Regions from separate parts of the Anas platyrhynchos genome. Here region 2 is linked to region 1. The links are chromatin contacts, called in public Hi-C maps. All regions are on one chromosome and are shown on one strand. The core of a region is the stretch at or near the end of the contact, and the rest is flanking DNA. Distances in the headings are between cores, read along the strand shown. Region 1 holds the start of ATF6 (activating transcription factor 6). Region 2 overlaps ATF6 (activating transcription factor 6).

Region 1 (3,545 bases), core at 443-2,942:
CCTTCTGGTAACAACCTGTGGTGTTGTGGATCTGTTGCAGAGGATGCTGCCCCCTTCTTAAAGCAAGTCCTGGTTTACACCAGCAGTAGTGCTCTGGTGGTAGCTGGCGTGGTGCTCTCCGGGACACTTCTTGCCTTGCTCGCCAAACGGCTCAGTGACAGAGGTACAGAAACACCTCCTGCAGCCCATGCTTGCTTTGGATGGGGACTTTCAGCCAGGGTGGTTATGGAGACCCAGAGAGGGTGGGTTGGTTGACAGAGTTCAGAAATGTGATGCTGTGTCCAGCTAAAAAGTGTCAGCAGCCAGACTGGGGGGGAGCCGGAAAAACACCTTCCCCTTGAAAAGGGAGAAAGCAATTGCCCCAGCACCCCTCTCCTCCATCCCATGCTTGTCAAACTTGGTTCACTTTGTCAAGTGCTGCTGCTTCCCAAGCCATCTAAAAAGATCTGGTTATTTCTTTTGCATCGGCACTATCCACATGGACACTTCAACACCATCATCAGAGGAGAAGAAGAAGCTTCTGAACCCCACCAGGTGAGAGCTGTGCCCGGGGCCGTGCCCTGCAGGCAGCATGGGTGCTACCCCTGCAGTCACTACATTAGGGTCCAGTTACCCACATCTGTGTGTGTGAGGCTGCTTTGAGAAGCAGTGGGAGCCTATTCAGGGGCTAATGATGTCGTGTTAATTGGTGCTCATCAAAACCCTGTGATTCTGCTGTAGTGCATGATGTCAGGTCTGACTGTGCAGCCCCTGGGGAGACGTGGCAGACACGAGTGCTTTCCTCACACACACATGATTAACTAGTGATAGGAGTAGAGGGAGTGGCCTCAAGTTGCGTCAGGGGAGGTTCGCGTTGGAAATGAGGAGACATTTCTCCTCTGAATGAGCAGTCAGGCATTGGGATGGGGTGCCCAGGGAAGTGGTGGAGTCACCGTCCCTGGGGTTGTTCAAGGAAAGGTTGGATGTGGTGCTTAGGGACATGGTTTAGTGGGTGACATTGGTGGTAGGGTCATGGAGCAGATGATGTGGGAGGTCCTTTCCAACCCTAATGACTCTGTAACGATGACTGCCTCTTTTCCCCCAAGCTGACACCCTTCTGCTTTTCCTCCTAGCGACCTCGGATCACCAGGCATCTTCACCAACGCAGCCTACGACTCCAACTTGTGAGGTGCGTGCCGGCACGCTGCCACCTCACAGCACGCTGGCGACATCCCTTGCTCTGAACAAGCTGTGTATGGAAAACCCACGAGCTTGCAGGCTCCTCCACCTGAAAGTGTGTGTGTGTGGAGAGGAGGAGACCCCCAGGCGCAGGCCAAGAAGGCGGCGAGCCCCCCAAAACCTCTTCCCTCTCCTTGCAGGCAGGGAAATGCCATGCTGTGAGGGCCATCACCCCGCTGCCCCATGTGTGTGGAGGAGACCCCAGAGCTCAGCCACGGACCTTCAGCTTGTGTGGGAAATGGGGAAGCCCCCGGCTGGGTTTTGGGGGGCAATAAATAAATAAATGTGTGTGTGTGTTTGACCTGTGCCTCCGTGTGCTGTGGGGGGGGATACATGGCGGAGTACCAAAGGGGGGGGGTGGGTTCATGGGGGAGGCGGGGGGTATATAGGGGGGTGTGGTAGGTGCTTTTTATTTATTTATTTACTTTATTTATTTATTTTTGGGGCTGGCCCTGTCCGTCTGAGGCCGCCGTAGCGGGGTGTGGCGAGGAGGGGGGCGGAAGCGGCGGAGCAGGAAGGAGGAAGCCATGGCGGCGGCTGCGGCCGAGGCCGAGTGGGAGCCCGCGGGGCTGCTGCCGGCCGCGGGGGGCGGCTTGGACTGGGGTGAGGGGGGACCTGGGGACGGGGAGGGGGCCGGGGGCCGGGGATGGGGCCGGGCCGGCAGCAGCCGAGCCCGGTGCCGGTGCTGAGGCCACTGTTTCTCTCCCCCCCCCCCTCCACAGAGGCGGTGCTGGGCGAGGAGCTGGGCGAGCTGCTGGGCGCCGCCGGGCCGCCGCGGGACATGGGGGCAGAGCCCGAGGTGAGCCGGGGCTGGGGCTGAGGGAGCGATCAGAGCCTCTTTTTTTAATTTCTGGTGGGAAATGGAAGCGGTAGCTCCGGTTTTAGGCGATGACGATGTCGGTGTGGTCAGGCGTGGGGAGGCCTGATCCGTGCGTAACAGCACTGAGGTGATCCTGAGCCGCGGGTCTCCTGCTCTTGGGAAACTGCTGCAGCTCTCTGCTTTAATTTATAAAACGCTTTGAGATGTGGCGATGGAAGGGCGTTAATTGAATCCTTCAATGAAGGTGAAGGGAGAAGATGGCAAAAAGTCACCAAGCCTATACCGTGTAGGGGGTGGTTCAGTGGCTGCAGTTGGAACTTTTGCTTTGTGAAGCTTTGAAAACAGACCAACAACAACCACTGATGCCCTTGAGCTGAAATGCTCTTCTCCTATATCTCCAAGCTCTAAAAGAACCCTAGAATCCTTCTTTTTATTATTTATTTTTTCTTCTGTAGTCAGTTGAGAGGGCCCCTCTAAAGGCTCTTATCTCTGCACGCCTTCAGGCAGCTAACTGATAGTCCTGTGCTTTCCTCTGCTTTCCTTCGCTTGTAATTATAAAAATGTGAACACAACAGCTGATGGATGGTCTCAGTGTGTGTTGTCTTTTTGTCTTGTTTGTTTTTCCGAACTGTCGTTTCAGGAGAGCGATCTCTGTAACTTCCATTTTGACTTGGATTTGATGTCCTGGGACTCAGACCTTTGGAACATCACAAGCCACGCTTATTCAGGTAACTCCTGGCTGTATTCAGCAGCTGGGGCAATGCCCCCCCTGCACCACAAGGGTGAGCTGTTAGTGCCTTATGGTGCCGATCGTTTGGCACCGTTGGGTGCCTGCTGAACCTGTCCCTCTGCTGAGAAATCAGGCGGTGTTTCTGTAGGATGGGTGCAGCTGGTGAGGGCTGGCCTGCAGGCCAGGCTGTTAAGTGTCTTCCATCTCTCAAAGCTCTCTGCTGTGCCTTGCTTCAGGAATTAAATAGCTGGTGCAATGTGTTCATTACTGATCTCCCCTTGTTAAAGACTCCAACGGTAAAACTTCTTTGTCTGTCTCCTGCAGATGCAAACGTGAAGACAGAGCCCTTATCACCAGCCGCTTCAAGTTGTTCGGTCCCTTCTCCATCGTCTGTGGACTCGCCGGTGCAGAATGTGCCTGTATGCAGAAACCTCCCCGTAACACAGATAGCAGGAGTCATTCAGACCCAACTGTGGCAAATAAAAAGCTGGTTAATTTGTGTCTGACCAACTTTGCAGAATAAGAGGAAACAGCTTATTTTTCCAACCTTTGTGCAAAAAACTTCCCTTCAGTAATGTTTTCCTTACCCTCCTTCTGAGATCCGTTCCAAAAAGAGCAGGTTCAGTTCTGTTACCTTAGTTGTGTGCCTGCTTGCCAAACAAATGCCTTTTAAAGGCTTCTGAGTCCAGCAGTTGCTGGTCTCTGCCCCTCTTCATTCTGCTGATGAGGAGAAGGTGCTGCTTGGGTTTTCACTTTTGCATTGACCAGAATAAAATA
Region 2 (3,545 bases), core at 280-2,779, 60 kb after region 1:
TGTTCAGTTATTGGAGTGAATATGATTTGGAAAATGCACATCAGAGTCCAGTGATAAATCGTACCCTTTATTAAGAATGAAACATTGTGAGATTGTAGTTACTGGAGTTTTTTGGGATTTTTCTACAGAACATCGGTATAATCCAGGAAATAAAAAATATCCTGGGACTTGGTAGAGGTGTTGAAATGGATCAGACACGAGGACAGCAATTACGTCAACAATGGCATCGAACACTGCTTCCTCTGTGACACTCAGCCAGGTGTTAGGAAGAAAATTACAAGATACATAAGAGGCAGTGGGTACCTTGGCATAATGTTTAATGTGATAATTAGTAGATTGCTGATAGGAGACTGTTCCCTAAAAACTTCTGCCTGGAGACAAACCTGTTCCTCTCCTTTGAGAACATTGCTCCTCCACCCTGTCCTGCCTCTGCGGGGACTGAGTGTGTCCTGAAGAGGCATCTGGAAGTTTGCTGACAGCAAAGCTTTTCTCCAAGCTGTCTGCTCTGCTTTTAAGCCCACCTTAATTCTTTGTCCACCTGCAGAGAATTGGCTGCTGGAAAAGGCTGGGTCTCCCTGCGTGGAACTGTCAAAGCTTTGAGTGAACGAGCTCCTGCCTTTCCTCATGCCTCAGACAGGTCTTTGTGGAAGAAGGGAAACCCTTTTCACTGCCACTGGCAGAGGAGCTGAAGGGAGTACAAGCGGAATGGCCTTTGCTTTGAATCTTTTTCAGAACTACTTCACTTGCTTTCTTCGACAGGATCTTAATTTTATCTGAGTACTAACGTTTACCCCTGACACTTCACAAACATGAAACAGCTTTACAGTTCATTAGAGGATGTTTTGAACAACTTGGACGGTCTTTTACCAGCAGGGCTGTCATCCTTTTCTGATTGTGCTTTGATCTCTTGAGTGCCCTCTGAGCTCTGCTGGAGACTCTTGAGCTCACTGAGCAGCTCCCAGCAGCAGCAATGGGGAGAGAACAAGTGCGGGCAGAGATCGGGAAATGAAACGAGGTGTCAGTCACTGTCTTGTGTGACTCAACGTGGAGGTTAGTGACATAGCTCTGCAAGGTTTGTTTGACTCTATCTCACCCGTGTACGAAACAGAATTTGGTTTGTAGTTCGAAAAGTTTTTTGTAATTCTTCTCAGGGGAAAACTTGATGTAAGTCCAGCAGCGCTAGTGCTTTTCAGCTGATGGCAGATCTCGAAAGAAAACTTCCTAGTAGACATGTGTGTGTGCGCGTTCAGTACAATGGAAGTTGTAGCTGGAATATTTAAGAGAATATTGTACAAAGCACTCCACTGAGGGCGTGTGTGCTGGTGCCTGAAAGTGTGTTCTGAAATATATTTAAGTATTAAGGTGTTGCTTTTCTTTGTCTTTTTCTTTTTTTTTTTTTTTTAGTAGACAACAATTGTGTTGGTGCATGTTAATCCCTCCTCTCTCACCGATTGGTTTCTCCCCACCCTGTTCCAGCCTCCCTTCCATGCTCACCAGGCCACTCCTGTAATTCACAGCCAGTGCTTTTGCTATCAGCTTCTGCGTTGCTGCCTCCCCAGCTGCTCTCATTGTGCTTTACCCTTGTCCCACTTCCCTGCTGGCTGCTGTCACTCAGCCCAACTCTCCCCTCGGTCCCTGCAGCCAGCTGAGCCCACGTCTTGACCTCCCTCTGCCCAGCTACGACGCCCCAGCATTTCTGGACACAAGTAGTAGTCAAAAACAATCTTCCTGATGGGACCTAAGTAACCCGGGCTTGATAAGCCTGGAGGGAAAAAAAGCAGAGTTGTGTAGCCCCAGTCCCACCGTGCGTGGTTCTGTGAGTATCACTGGTATGACTTTGCTGAGAAGTTATTCCAAGAAGAAATATCTGACAGTTTCTCATGGGAATGAAAGCCAACTGCAATTTACAGTTAAACTTCAGCTTTTGTTTTTAAGCAAGTCATGTTTGTTATGCTGGATTGCAGCTATTATTTTAGAAATCTAACTATGCACTTGAGACCAGTTAAGTCTCCAGTAGATTTCATTCCTAAATTTGCTTTTATTGTAATTCAGAGTCGCGTTGGCTCATTACACCAGTTCCAAATTGACATATAGGCGGTGCCTTGCTTGAAGTTTAAATGGAAACATTTGCCATTAGTCTTGTATTTATTTAACTGCTGTAAAAAATGCAGTGGGTTATAACATGGGTCTTTGGATCAAAATAACCTATAGAGAGCAGCACAGCTAAGCCACTCTTCCGACCCCAAGCACGGGCCTTTTGTCTCTGCAGGACGTCTGCAGCTCTGCAGCGCAGCGCACACTACCAGTAGTCCTCTCCATGCAGCGTGCAAAAGAGAGAACATCTGTACAGCCACTCCTTGTAGGAGACAGCAGTCAGAATTCAGCTGAAGAAGACACTTTGGTTAATGTATTTTTCCCCAGGCAAACACTGGGGTTGCAGATGTTGGAAGAAGCAGAGCTAGTGCCTTGGATTTTCTGCTAGTTACAAACACAAGTGTTGTTAGTGCCAGCATCAGACCATTTACCACGTGGAAACCAACCAGCTGAGTACTAAGCTGCAGATTTCCTGTTGATTTCACGTTAAGGGCTAATGTACGGTCTTCACATGGTGAAGATTTGGGATCCTTCGTTGTCTGGAGGTGAAGGCTGCACATCCTCTTCCTAGAACCCCCTGGATATCCTGTACTGTGTCAGCGTGTCCTTTGGCATTAGTCTCTCCCCTTTCCCTTGCTCCCAATACATGAGTGTAGAAGTCAGGGCCAGCGGTTGTTTACATGGAGGCTGATTCATGGGGATCAGTTCAGCTGCTGGTGCGTGGAATAAGTTACCAGAGCTGGTTACTGAGTCCTGAGTATCCGTCGATCCAAGAGAGAGCTGCTGTGAGGAGAGCATTAACAGCAAGGCTGTTGAAAACAGGGGAGTTTATCAGTTGCCTAGCAATAAGCAAGTACATGTCCAGCCAGCAGACAAGTTCCTCACCTTATTTTCTGAGAACTGACAGCCATGAACAGAGTTTTTTGAATTTTCTGCAGATATTCTGGATAGGTCCGTGCTCTGATGTCACACAATGGGACTTGTCTTCAGCCTGCCTTTGTTATACTTGTTTGTGTGCCTGATCTTCTGTAATGTGTGTGTTCCTGGATGGAGTTAGCCTAAGAGCTGCTTTTTGTGATGAAGCACAACAGCCAAAGAGGCTCTTAGAGGTAAAAATCTACCGAGTGGAATGGAGAGCTTTGCGAAGTCCATATGCTCGGTTGCGTTGGCCAGCTCCTGCTCGCAGCTATTTCCCTCGGCCTTCCTTTCCAGCAATTCTCACCCCACTGATGTAACAGACTTCAAAAGTGCTCTGAAATAATCCACGTTTCAATTAAAATGGCTAATAACAAATACAGTGGGAAGGCTTTTTGATCAAAACCAGAGGGCTTGCTGCCATCAAGTAGCACAGATATTTGCACGCAGCTACAAAGCGCGCTCTTTCAACTGACAGCCACGTGCAAAAGCCCCTTGCAGATGTCCAAGGCTGGTAGCAAACTCTGTGAAAAATC

What was found. Hi-C and Micro-C count contacts between places; a contact is called where the count stands out from the background.
Region 2: a contact with region 1 is called in a Hi-C map of liver, with 3 times the contacts expected there. The contact joins the enhancer-like site here to the promoter of ATF6 in region 1. A contact is called at or near these places in 2 of 8 Hi-C or Micro-C datasets (liver and small yellow follicle).

What each region holds. Positions count from the first base shown.
Region 1 is chr8:16,021,886-16,025,430 of IASCAAS_PekinDuck_T2T, forward strand. ATF6 (activating transcription factor 6) reads left to right here and starts at 1,693. Exons shown (of 16, transcript XM_072041422.1): 1 at 1,693-1,821; 2 at 1,941-2,017; 3 at 2,679-2,766; 4 at 3,093-3,187. The coding sequence starts at 1,746. LOC101798767 (P-selectin) reads left to right here. Exons shown (of 12, transcript XM_072042138.1): 10 at 41-163; 11 at 504-534; 12 at 1,113-1,519. The coding sequence ends at 1,167.
Region 2 is chr8:16,081,587-16,085,131 of IASCAAS_PekinDuck_T2T, forward strand. All of the region lies in intron 15 of ATF6 (activating transcription factor 6), which reads left to right. Among named protein-coding and RNA genes, the nearest start is that of OLFML2B, 22 kb to the right of the region's middle. Within about 2 kb of position 1,530, at least 2 of the 8 cell types and tissues checked have an H3K27ac peak or open chromatin away from gene starts, as enhancers often do.